Linked DNA regions of Zea mays: region 2 is linked to region 1. The links are chromatin contacts, called in public Hi-C maps. All regions are on one chromosome and are shown on one strand. The core of a region is the stretch at or near the end of the contact, and the rest is flanking DNA. Distances in the headings are between cores, read along the strand shown. Region 1 holds the start of LOC103651082. Region 2 holds the start of LOC100216791.

Region 1 (4,947 bases), core at 1,235-3,734:
GAAGCTGAAATTGTGCAAACGCTTCAGCAGCAGATAGCGGCAAAGTGGAAGAGGTCCGCAGAAACCCAGGCTTTTTTGTTTGCTGAATAGTGATGTTTTTGTTGATTGCATAGGAAAATAGTTCTGGATACAGTTCTTGATGCACCTTGTTCCCCAAGCTGTCAAACCATAGTTGCATAGAACGACCATCACCAATCAGTGGTTTAGTCGTTCTCTTATACATGTCTATCTTAGACATATTTAAGAGCAAAAGATAAAGATCACAAAGTAGCACATTGAAACCGCACTTGCTATAGTTTAACGAACAAGATAGACAAAAAAAAAAAAAAAAAAAAAAAACAGCGAAACCACCTTCCTCATCGTGAGCCACTTTTTCTCCTGCCTTGTTATCATCTTGCGTCGCCGTTTTTGAACAAAAGAAGGCACAGTACATCAGGAGCGCAGGGTCTCTCGATAGTCACCGATCCAGCAAGCCTCCGCCTTCCAAGCCAATAAGCCATCTTCTTCCATCTGTGAAGAAATCCAAAGATCTTGTGATTGTGAGCCACCATTTTCGGTGATTTGATAGGCGCGTTAGAGAAAAACCCAGCCATCATCTGGGTTTTCCACCACGCCTAGGTCAGTCACCCTGCAAGCACAAAAAAACAGCCACTCGGTCTTTTTTTTATCCACGCTCCTCTAAAGACTCTTCTTCTTTTTTTTAGAAAAAAGTGTAGGGGCTCGTTTATCTCCATATAGCATATTAGCATGGGGTTCAGCAGAATGGCGAACCACGAGCCTACAAACATAGCTACCGGGATATGCTGCGGTGGGGTGTTTTCAGGTTCTTTAAAAGCAAGTTTTGTTTCAGAAAAAAAATAGAACTGGGGCTTCTTTAGCCTTGACGTCAAGCGACAGGCTCCTTTCGTCCCCATCATCTCAGCGCCAAGACTTGGGATGGCATCTGGCTGCACTGGACGAATTCAATTCAGTCCAGTCAAATTTCCCCACACCCATTGACCGCTACGATCGTCACTCGGGAGTGCCGAGTCCCAGATTTCTCCTCAGATCGACCCGTGCAGGCACGTCCGGACGCCCACGGCGAATTGGTTTGGTCATGGCCGTGTCTGGACTGGACCAAATCTCCTTCCCTGTGCACAACACCAGGTCCAGGAGAAAGAAAAAAAATGAAATCTCAAAGCCAGCGAAGTCAAGAAAGAAGCTTTGAATTCCCTGGACCTGTCACGACCACGTCTCCCCAAGGTTCCAACCCCATCCACGGAAGATTGTTGGTTTCCGGATGGATGATTACTCGCCTGCGACCGTGACATCCCCAGGTGACAACCAGAGGGGTCCAAATGCATGCAGCATGCCAAATACTACTCCAGCCAGACTGTGACATCCCCTGCAGGTGACAACCAGAGGAGTATACTACTGTATGTTTATGAAATCATGAGTGGTTCCTTTTGTTTTTAGCGTACCCAAAAAAAAAGAGCACGATCGAGGATGCAGTGTATACAGTACTTAAGTTCAGTTGGTCACTGAATCAGAGGCCAGCCCGGCCCCATGTGAAACCGCGGGAAGTTTTTCGCCGCGTGTGATGGCACGCGGTCATCGGGTCGTGGTGCCCGATTTGCTTGACGAATGCTTCCCACGGGGGGTGGGTGGGTGACCCTTGTTCACGCGGCCGCTGATTTTACTGACATCGAGAGCTATATGTGTGTGACGCCATCATTTTGACCAACTGTGGCCTTCCAGTTTCAATGGAAACAAAAGAGACAAGGAAAGGAGGGTTTGGTATCATCCACTTCCCATTTTCGATCGATGGGGGCGGGGAGGCACATGACCGTGGCGTGCCACCATCGACAACACCCAAAGTTAGCATCGTATCGTACCGTCTAGTGGCCGGCTAATTTGCTTGCCAGAACGCGCAAAGGCGGCACGGAAAGGATTCATCCAAGGAATCGAAAAGGGGTACCACATCAGGACAGGACGACGCGTCACCACGATAGCGCCGAAAGTCGCTCAGCCACTCTTGGCCTTGGTGGCTCCAATTACTCATGCCCAGCCCGACGTGCGCTGCGAGCCTGCCACGCGTTTTTTCTTCTTCTGTAGAACCGGTGCGGAGGACAGGAAAACCTGGTGCAGGGAACGTAGGCAACAAAAGAAAAAAAAAACCGGACCCGACTCGAGCGATCAGCAGCGGCACCGCTACGGAAGCCGTGACGCGTCCCGAGTCCGGACGCGTTGACATCTCGGCGGTGTGGCCGTCCGTCTATCCGTTCAGAGGGAAAGCTGCGGCTGCCGGCTGGCTACGGTACGCGTTGCGTCATCTGGGCTGTCTCTGGCCCATCAGGCGGCTGCCTCTGCCTTCCAGTTCCAGCCGCGTCGCTGCCTATCACACACGTCATCGGACGTGACCTCCTCACCCGCAGCCGCGGTGGGGCCCGTCTAGGACGTGCTCCTTTCCCTCCACGGCTTTGACATCGCGTCACGCCGGCCGGCCTCTGCCTGACCTGCCTCGGCGCAGCCCCACGCGACGTACGCCACGGAACGACGCGCCGACCGAGCCAAGCCAGTACTACCACGTCCCCCCAGCCAAACCAAACGCAGGCACGGCACGGCACGGCGCGGTGCTCATTCGCATTCCCCAGCCCCACCGATCGGATCGGCAAAATCCCTCCCACCAGCTCCCCACAGATCCCGGCGTCCCCACCGCACATCCCTCCCTGCTTCCTTCCCCCATCGCCCCGGCCGCGGAGGCGGAGCTTCCCCCCACGCCACGATGGCGGAGTGCCGCAGCCTCATCGAGTTCCTCCGCGCGTTCGAGCACCACCGCAGGGCGGCCGACATCTCCGCCTCCGCGTGCTCCCGATCCAGGCGGGCCGGGGCCTCCTCCGCCGCAGGCGGCTCCTTCTGCGACAGCGCCCCGATGGCCGTGGTCGACGCGGTCATGCTCCTCGCCGTCGTCACCGCGCTCGGCTTCCTCCTGATCCCCTACCTCAAGCTGCTGCTCCTCGAGATGGGCGCGCTGCTCCACCCCGCCGCGTCCTGCCTCCCGGCCGCCGCCTTCTTCGGGGCCGCCGTCGCCGTCGCCGCGGCCGTCGTCGCCTGGGAGCTGCTGGGCCACCACGCGCGCAAGTGCGGCAAGCCCAGGTGCAGGGGCCTCAAGAAGGCCGTCGAGTTCGACATCCAGCTGGAGACCGAGGAGTGCGTGCGCGGCCGCCCCGGCCCCGCGGCGCGATCGGCGCTGCTGGCCGCGGCGGGGGCGCGCCCCGTCGACCTAGGCGACGACCAGCGGGAGCTGGAGGCCGAGCTGCGCAAGATGGCGCCGCCCAACGGCCGTACCGTCCTCATCTTCCGCGCCCCCTGCGGCTGCCCCAAGGGCCGCATGGAGGTCTGGGGCGCCAAGAAGGTGCGCCGGATCAAGAAGTGAAGGGGGGAACAAGGATCGGATGGTTACTTGTTAGTGCAATAGTACTAGCGCACTCTTGTTCCTACCTCGATCCTCGTAAGTAGCTACTGCTAGGAAAAAAAATCCTCAGTAATAATAAGTATAAGTATAGGGAGACGAAATAAACGGAACACAGAACCAGTTATTATCACAGATAGCTTATATAGACAATAATATACTCCTTGTATTATGAACCAGTGGCGAATTTGGACAGAAATACATGCTGTTTACTTGTTCATTCTCTAATTTTCATGGGATCCTGGATAATTGATACAGTAGCAACATAGACAATATCTTAGTCAGTAGCTGCTTGCTCCTTTGGCTGTCTTTTGGGTCCTTCATTTTTATCCATATTGTGGTACAGGTTTAGTTGCTACTTACCTGTCTTATATGACATGTTTTTTGCTGTTGATTCAATGATATTGGGGTGAAGTTTTAGCTCCTTTATGGTAGGTTGACAGAATGACAGCCAACGCTCTCATCGTTGTTGAGGTGAAGTATTCTAGTTGAGATTGTTCTTTCAGCTTCTCGACACTCCTATTGTGAGCGTGGTAGAATTTGTGTTATCCAGCTACTCTTAAACTGGTACTCCAATGAATTTTACATAGTTTCAATGTAAATTGAACCATCAAGATTGGTTTCTGCTATGTTAATATGCCTTCCCTCAAAGGAAACCTTTACTTGGTTATTACAAGTTCAAACCTACTTTCTATGAATTCATGATAAACAATCTAAGACTACCATATTTTATCTATATGCTTAGCATGAGACATATATTATATATGTTATTAAATTCCCTTATACTTGTGTTATGTTCTGGGTGCTTTCAGTGAGACTACCTACTTTTTGAAGTTTTGAAAGGTTTTCCGTGTTCTTTTCCAGGCTTGCATGCTTTTCAACCATATTTTCCTCGGGCTAAAATTTATTCTTTTTTAGTTTAGCGGCTCTAGTGTCATAAACAGAGTAGCGGTCTAGCGGACCTTTGTAGAAGACTTCTTTTTTTATAAACTATAATACCACGCACATTTAGGGCTAGTTTGGTGATCGGGGAATCGTAGGGATCCATGTGGAGGAATTCTTTTGCTATTTAATTTTGAATAGCATTGAGATATCCCTAATTCCTTGGTCACCAAATTAGTCCTTATAGTTGTTTTTCTCCAACCTAATCCTACTTAGGTCTTGTTCGTTTGTGCCGGAATGGTGGGTCGGAACGATTTCTAACCGGATTGCTTCTCTAATTTATATAAACTTTGATTAGCTGGAACGATTCCGGGTGCAATCCAACACAAACGAACAAGACCTTAGGGCTTGTCGTTTTGTTCTCAATCCTTATGGATTGAATGAAATTGAGTGAGTTTAAATCCTAAACAAATCAAAATCTTTCATATATATATTTTTTAATCTCATCTAATCCGCATGATATAGGAATAACCAAATAAGCCCTTAGCTGTCTTGTTTTCGTAACAATACCTGTCATGTTTATCTGGTTTTCACTCACATATCGTGTTCATGAA
Region 2 (4,906 bases), core at 1,736-4,235, 150 kb after region 1:
ATTTGGCTTGATTTTACTCAAGGCGAGTGTATGTTACAGTGTAGAAAACAGCTGTGCTTAGTATCTTTCGAACTGTAACAGTGAATCTCGGTTAGCTCATAGCCTCATATGTGTGGCTGATCGGCAATCATCCTACCCACCAGGCAGAGAAAGCTGCTATCGTTTCTTTTTTGTTGAATTAGGCTAAAAAGATGACCACTTGTCCTTTTATCAAGGGAAGCTTATGAATAAGAAAAATTCAAAGGAAGCTTATGACAGGTTTGTTATTGGAGCACATGAACAAGAAAACAAACTGAACAATACCGCTTATAAGAGGTTAAAGATGTCTTAAAACCAGTGGGTTGAAACATCAAGGACGGACCTTTCTTAGTCCAGCACAGTTGAATTGGAAAATGATAGTTACAAACCTCATCTCCAGCACCTCTATAACGAACTGAGCTCCTTTCCTGTTTCTGTTTTATATTTCAATTAGCTAGGAGCTTGGCCATCCTCTGATGAGAGGAGGGTGGTACATTAGTCATGATTTGAATGGAGAAGTCAACACAATGGCATCTCTAATTATCTAACCTTCAGCCACGAGCTGAATCATGTGGAGAGATGTTGCTTCATCGCCTAGCACTACACTTCTACAGACTACAGCCCTGCCATATAAATGGACAAATACAGTCTTTCTGAAGCATGTCGCTACTCGCTAGTGTGTGTTATCTCCATCCATTGATGACTTGATGTTAAAATGGCTTCTGCGCCATTTCTTCTTTACTGTCATGGTTGCATATTTCTTATCACTAGTGTGTTGATTGTGCAATTTCTTACTCTGTGAAACATACGCAGGAGAGCTTCTGTGGCATTAAACGTATGGCAACCACAAGTTGTTCGTGGTCGTCAGAAGCAGTTGGTTCAGCAATGCACAGTTCCTGTTGATTCCCGTCTTAGTGATCTAAACATGGAGCTGAAAGTTTGTAAGCAACAAATAGCAACTTATAAGAATGCCTATGTATGTGATCACGGGTTTAACTACAATTGGCAGAGAAGAAAAAGGCTGGCTTTACTATAGTTGTGCTTTTGTTATTGTCATCAGAGCAAGGAGAAGCACAAGCTGAATGATTGTGAGGAAGCATTGAAACGAGCAAAGTATCACCCACTGCAGGATAGTCATACAAGTGGAACTATCAATGAGCCACGTGCAAAGAGGAAGAAACTGAAATGAGCCATACGATTTGCCTCCGGACTCAAGGTACCAATAGCTCTTAATTTTTCTAGATTGATTGAATATACTTGACACATTTTGCTTTCACAATAAGAGTAATTGTGCCTGAAAGTGACTTGTATTTTTACCTTTTTTTTGTATGTATGCTTGCCTACATATTTAGTTGATTATTTACATCACCACATTGTCAGAATATATATATTCCCCTACTCCGTCCCTTTAAAATTGTAAGTCGTTTTAGCTTTTTAGGTACATAACTTCTGTTGTACACCTAGAATCCTAGATATTATTATGGGCATGTTTGGTTTTGACCCCTGACAAAAGGTGCCTAGCCCAGGCAGCTCCCAGGCCGTCGATTTCCAGCACCTGCCCTGGCGGCCGGATCTGCCTGGTCGAGTGCCCTAGGCCAGTGTCCCAACTAGACATATGCCCTATGTCTATAACTGATTATCTACGCCACAAAATATTGCCCTCATTGTCTATAGTATATGCTGATGTGGACTCCCTCCATTCCTATTGCAAGTTGTTTTGGGTTTTTCAGGTATAGCTTTTGCTATGCATAATGCATCAATATATATGCCAACACAGCAACACCTGCTTTGCACCAAGCGCTAATACATCTGTCTCACAGATTGGACAGCGCAGCGAACCGGCTTCATCCTTGGTCTCTCTGTCCATGCGCGCACATGAAGTCACGAAAGGTGCTATATTATGATATAGGACCAGGAGGCACCTCGGCTGTGCAATTCTTTGCCATTTTTCCAGGCACGAAGGTGCTATTATGAGGAAGCACCTCGGGTGTTTCCATATATTGCTGAAAGTGTCCACGACTCCACGGATGTTGTACACCGTCCACCGACCAGATAATTCCGCAGCAGAAAGGCGCCGACTATTCCTATCGTGGAATTGTTTATCCTCCACGAAGCTGTGGGCTAGAGCCCAGTGCTGAAGCTTACCAGATTTGACTTTGAAAACCACTACTAGTAGCTTCTAGCTTGTACACAACTAGGTATCGTGTATATCATCATCGTCGTCATCATCATCATTCTTATAAAGACACTAATCTATTTTCGTTCCTTGAAATCAAAAGAAACTTACCCATGTTCTCGCTTGATATGCCCTTCGGCTTATTATACGTGAGCACGTACCTTTCATGCGTCATCGAATCTGTGCAAAACGTCGAAAAGTCTGGTGTTAAGCATAATTACAGAATCGGCAAAATAGATCTGTGCACCTCAGCGTCTTTTCTTGGTATTCTTGCTTTCTCAAAAGCTTCACGACGAAGAAAGAGAAAGAGAAGGGTTCTTCAAACTCAAATTGTGCGCCAATGCTGTTACGGATCAGGACGGGGAAACGATCTTTTTTTTTGAAGAAAAGAACAAGGGTGCCCATGCTGGTTGCATTGCAGCTCAGCACCAGTACATTGTTTGGACGACCAACCACAGGAGTCCAGGACTCGGAGAACCACACCCACCCGGCGCCCCTCTCTCCCAAGTCCGACGTGGCAAAGCCATCCTCCCGCCAGCCGCGGTCGCCTTTGACCGGAACGTCTATCTTGTCGCCGAGAGCCACGCGGAGTGGTTCCACCTGTCATTCAGACGCCAATAACTTTTCTAGAAAGAAGCCAATAACTCAGTCCCAAATTAAAATTTGTTGTAGTTTTAGGTCCATCGTTATCCATTTAAATATAAATAAAAAAGCTAAAATCTATTTTGGGACGGAGGGACTATTATAAAGACACATCCCAAAGCGGCCTCTCGCCGCACCAACAGCCAATCCACACCTCGCTTGCGTTGTCCTCGCCGCGGCCTCGCCCTGATTCGGTTCCCCCGTTCCTCGCCTCTGTCATCGTCTCCTCTGACCCAAATTGAGCCAAGCGAAGCCGTGGCCGTGATCCGGTCCATGCGCGGAGCGTGGTAGCCGGATTCTATCGCCGTCGCCTCCCCTTCGCCGCTATTTTCCAGTCGCCGGGATCAGCCGAGTTGGATCTCGAGGCATAAAGCGTTGCGGGCGCCCGGCGAGGATACGATGCCTGCGGTGCTCGCCGCATTCGCTACCCTTCGAGCCGCCGCTGCCATCGCCTCCGGGGACTCCTCCTTCCCCTGTTCCCATCGTCTCAAGCATCGTTTTAGTAGTAGTAATTTTAGTAGTAGTAATTGTCATTAACCTTTGCGTTCCCTCCGTCGCGCACGCTCCTCGGCTCGGTCCTCACCTTCGCATTTCGGTTTTGGTCTGGTTGTGCTCGATCCGAGGCTTACTTTGGTTTTGCGGCTTCTCTCCTTGTCGAAGCTTGGTGTCTGGATTCGACCTGCAGATCGGAAGGAAACAAGGTGGTCATTATCACCTACAAGATAAGAGGTATCAAAATCACTCTGCTGTTGCCATGGAACCATTTATTAGGTTACAATCGTGAATCGTGGGAACTGGTTCCGAATTCTGATGTTTAGATCATTGTATAGGTGACATTTCTGTGTGATCCTGTCAGTACGTAAATTGGTATATGCAATTTCCTAGATCTTTCATCAAACAAAATAAGAAATAGTTGTCTGAAACCAGCCTATTTTTCTGTGTCCATGATTGTCCCTCTGATCAACATCCCACTACTTGCTGTTTTAGGTGATCCAAGGGTGTAGAGATTCCAAGCATTTTAAAAATAGTCACACCAAAAAAAACATGGCTAAGACGATACCTTTTTATGGATCTCATCATCTTCTGGTAGCTGTGCTCCTAGGTTGAAAAACAAATATGCTTGAAGGCTCAAATTTCAGCAAAATATGTTAATGCATATGGTTGTGACATCATCTATTTCTCCATTATAGTTTTCATAATTCTATCCAGTAATTGTGCGAGAACCCTTATGCAGCCCTTGTATTTGCATACAAATTGTTTATTGCTTATGCACATTCTTCTTTTCAACAGAAATTTCTCTTTGTAATTTGGGATCAAGCCTGTGGATGGACGAACCCTCGGTGGACTTCAGTGCTGAAGGTGTTAGTAGCAGATCAGGTCTCTGCCAAAGCACCTGTTTAAATCCTGGTTGTAAGCATGACCGTGCTTGCTGGGAAGATGATTATGTCAAGGCTGTAATATCTCATGGGCAAGATGATTTGGCGGTCGATGAAATTGGATTGGCTCTTACTGAAGTGATGCATGCATATGATGATGACAAATGGTCAAGTCTGTATGAAGATTTTGACGACGGTGTCGGCGATGAACCAATTCTTCCTCTGGAATCAGATTCAACTGGTGATTTTGTGGACATTGACTCCGCATCACCTACCTTTCCTAGTGACGATGCAATGGAATCATCAATTACCAATTCATTTGCTCGGAATTGTTCAATTAATGTATGTTTCTAATTTACCTTAAAGTTGATTTTCTTTCATTCTTTGCATATATATGTTGTCAGATATTTGCTCCACACTTATATTATTCTGATATCTAGTTACTAGTAGCTATGCAACTCAATTTTCAATCACATGATTATGTATAGTTGTCTTCTTGTGTTTTAGCACCTTTGATAACTGAAGCACACTTGAAATTTGATTCCATTTATTTATCCTCATGTTTGGCTGATTATCTCTTTGAACCAATTGATCATGTGATCCTATTTTTGTGAAGCTTAATGTTTTTGGGAGCCGATGGGTTTTGGTATTGTTCCTAATTAATTGCAATTATGGTTTCTTAGTTCACTATAGC

What was found. Hi-C and Micro-C count contacts between places; a contact is called where the count stands out from the background.
Region 2: a Hi-C map of leaf shows a contact between it and region 1, with 5 times the contacts expected there. The contact joins the promoter of LOC100216791 here to the promoter of LOC103651082 in region 1. A contact is called at or near these places in 11 of 25 Hi-C or Micro-C datasets (bundle sheath, ear, endosperm and 3 more).

Annotation. Positions count from the first base shown.
Region 1 is chr3:191,312,888-191,317,834 of Zm-B73-REFERENCE-NAM-5.0, forward strand. LOC103651082 reads left to right here and starts at 2,485. Exons shown (of 1, transcript NM_001374612.1): 1 at 2,485-3,671. The coding sequence starts at 2,765. The coding sequence ends at 3,415.
Region 2 is chr3:191,465,733-191,470,638 of Zm-B73-REFERENCE-NAM-5.0, forward strand. It overlaps LOC100216791, which reads left to right and starts at 2,986. Exons shown (of 3, transcript NM_001143190.1): 1 at 2,986-3,565; 2 at 4,127-4,554. The coding sequence starts at 4,162. LOC100281037 reads left to right here. Exons shown (of 5, transcript NM_001366159.1): 3 at 832-994; 4 at 1,079-1,234; 5 at 1,839-2,307. The coding sequence ends at 1,207.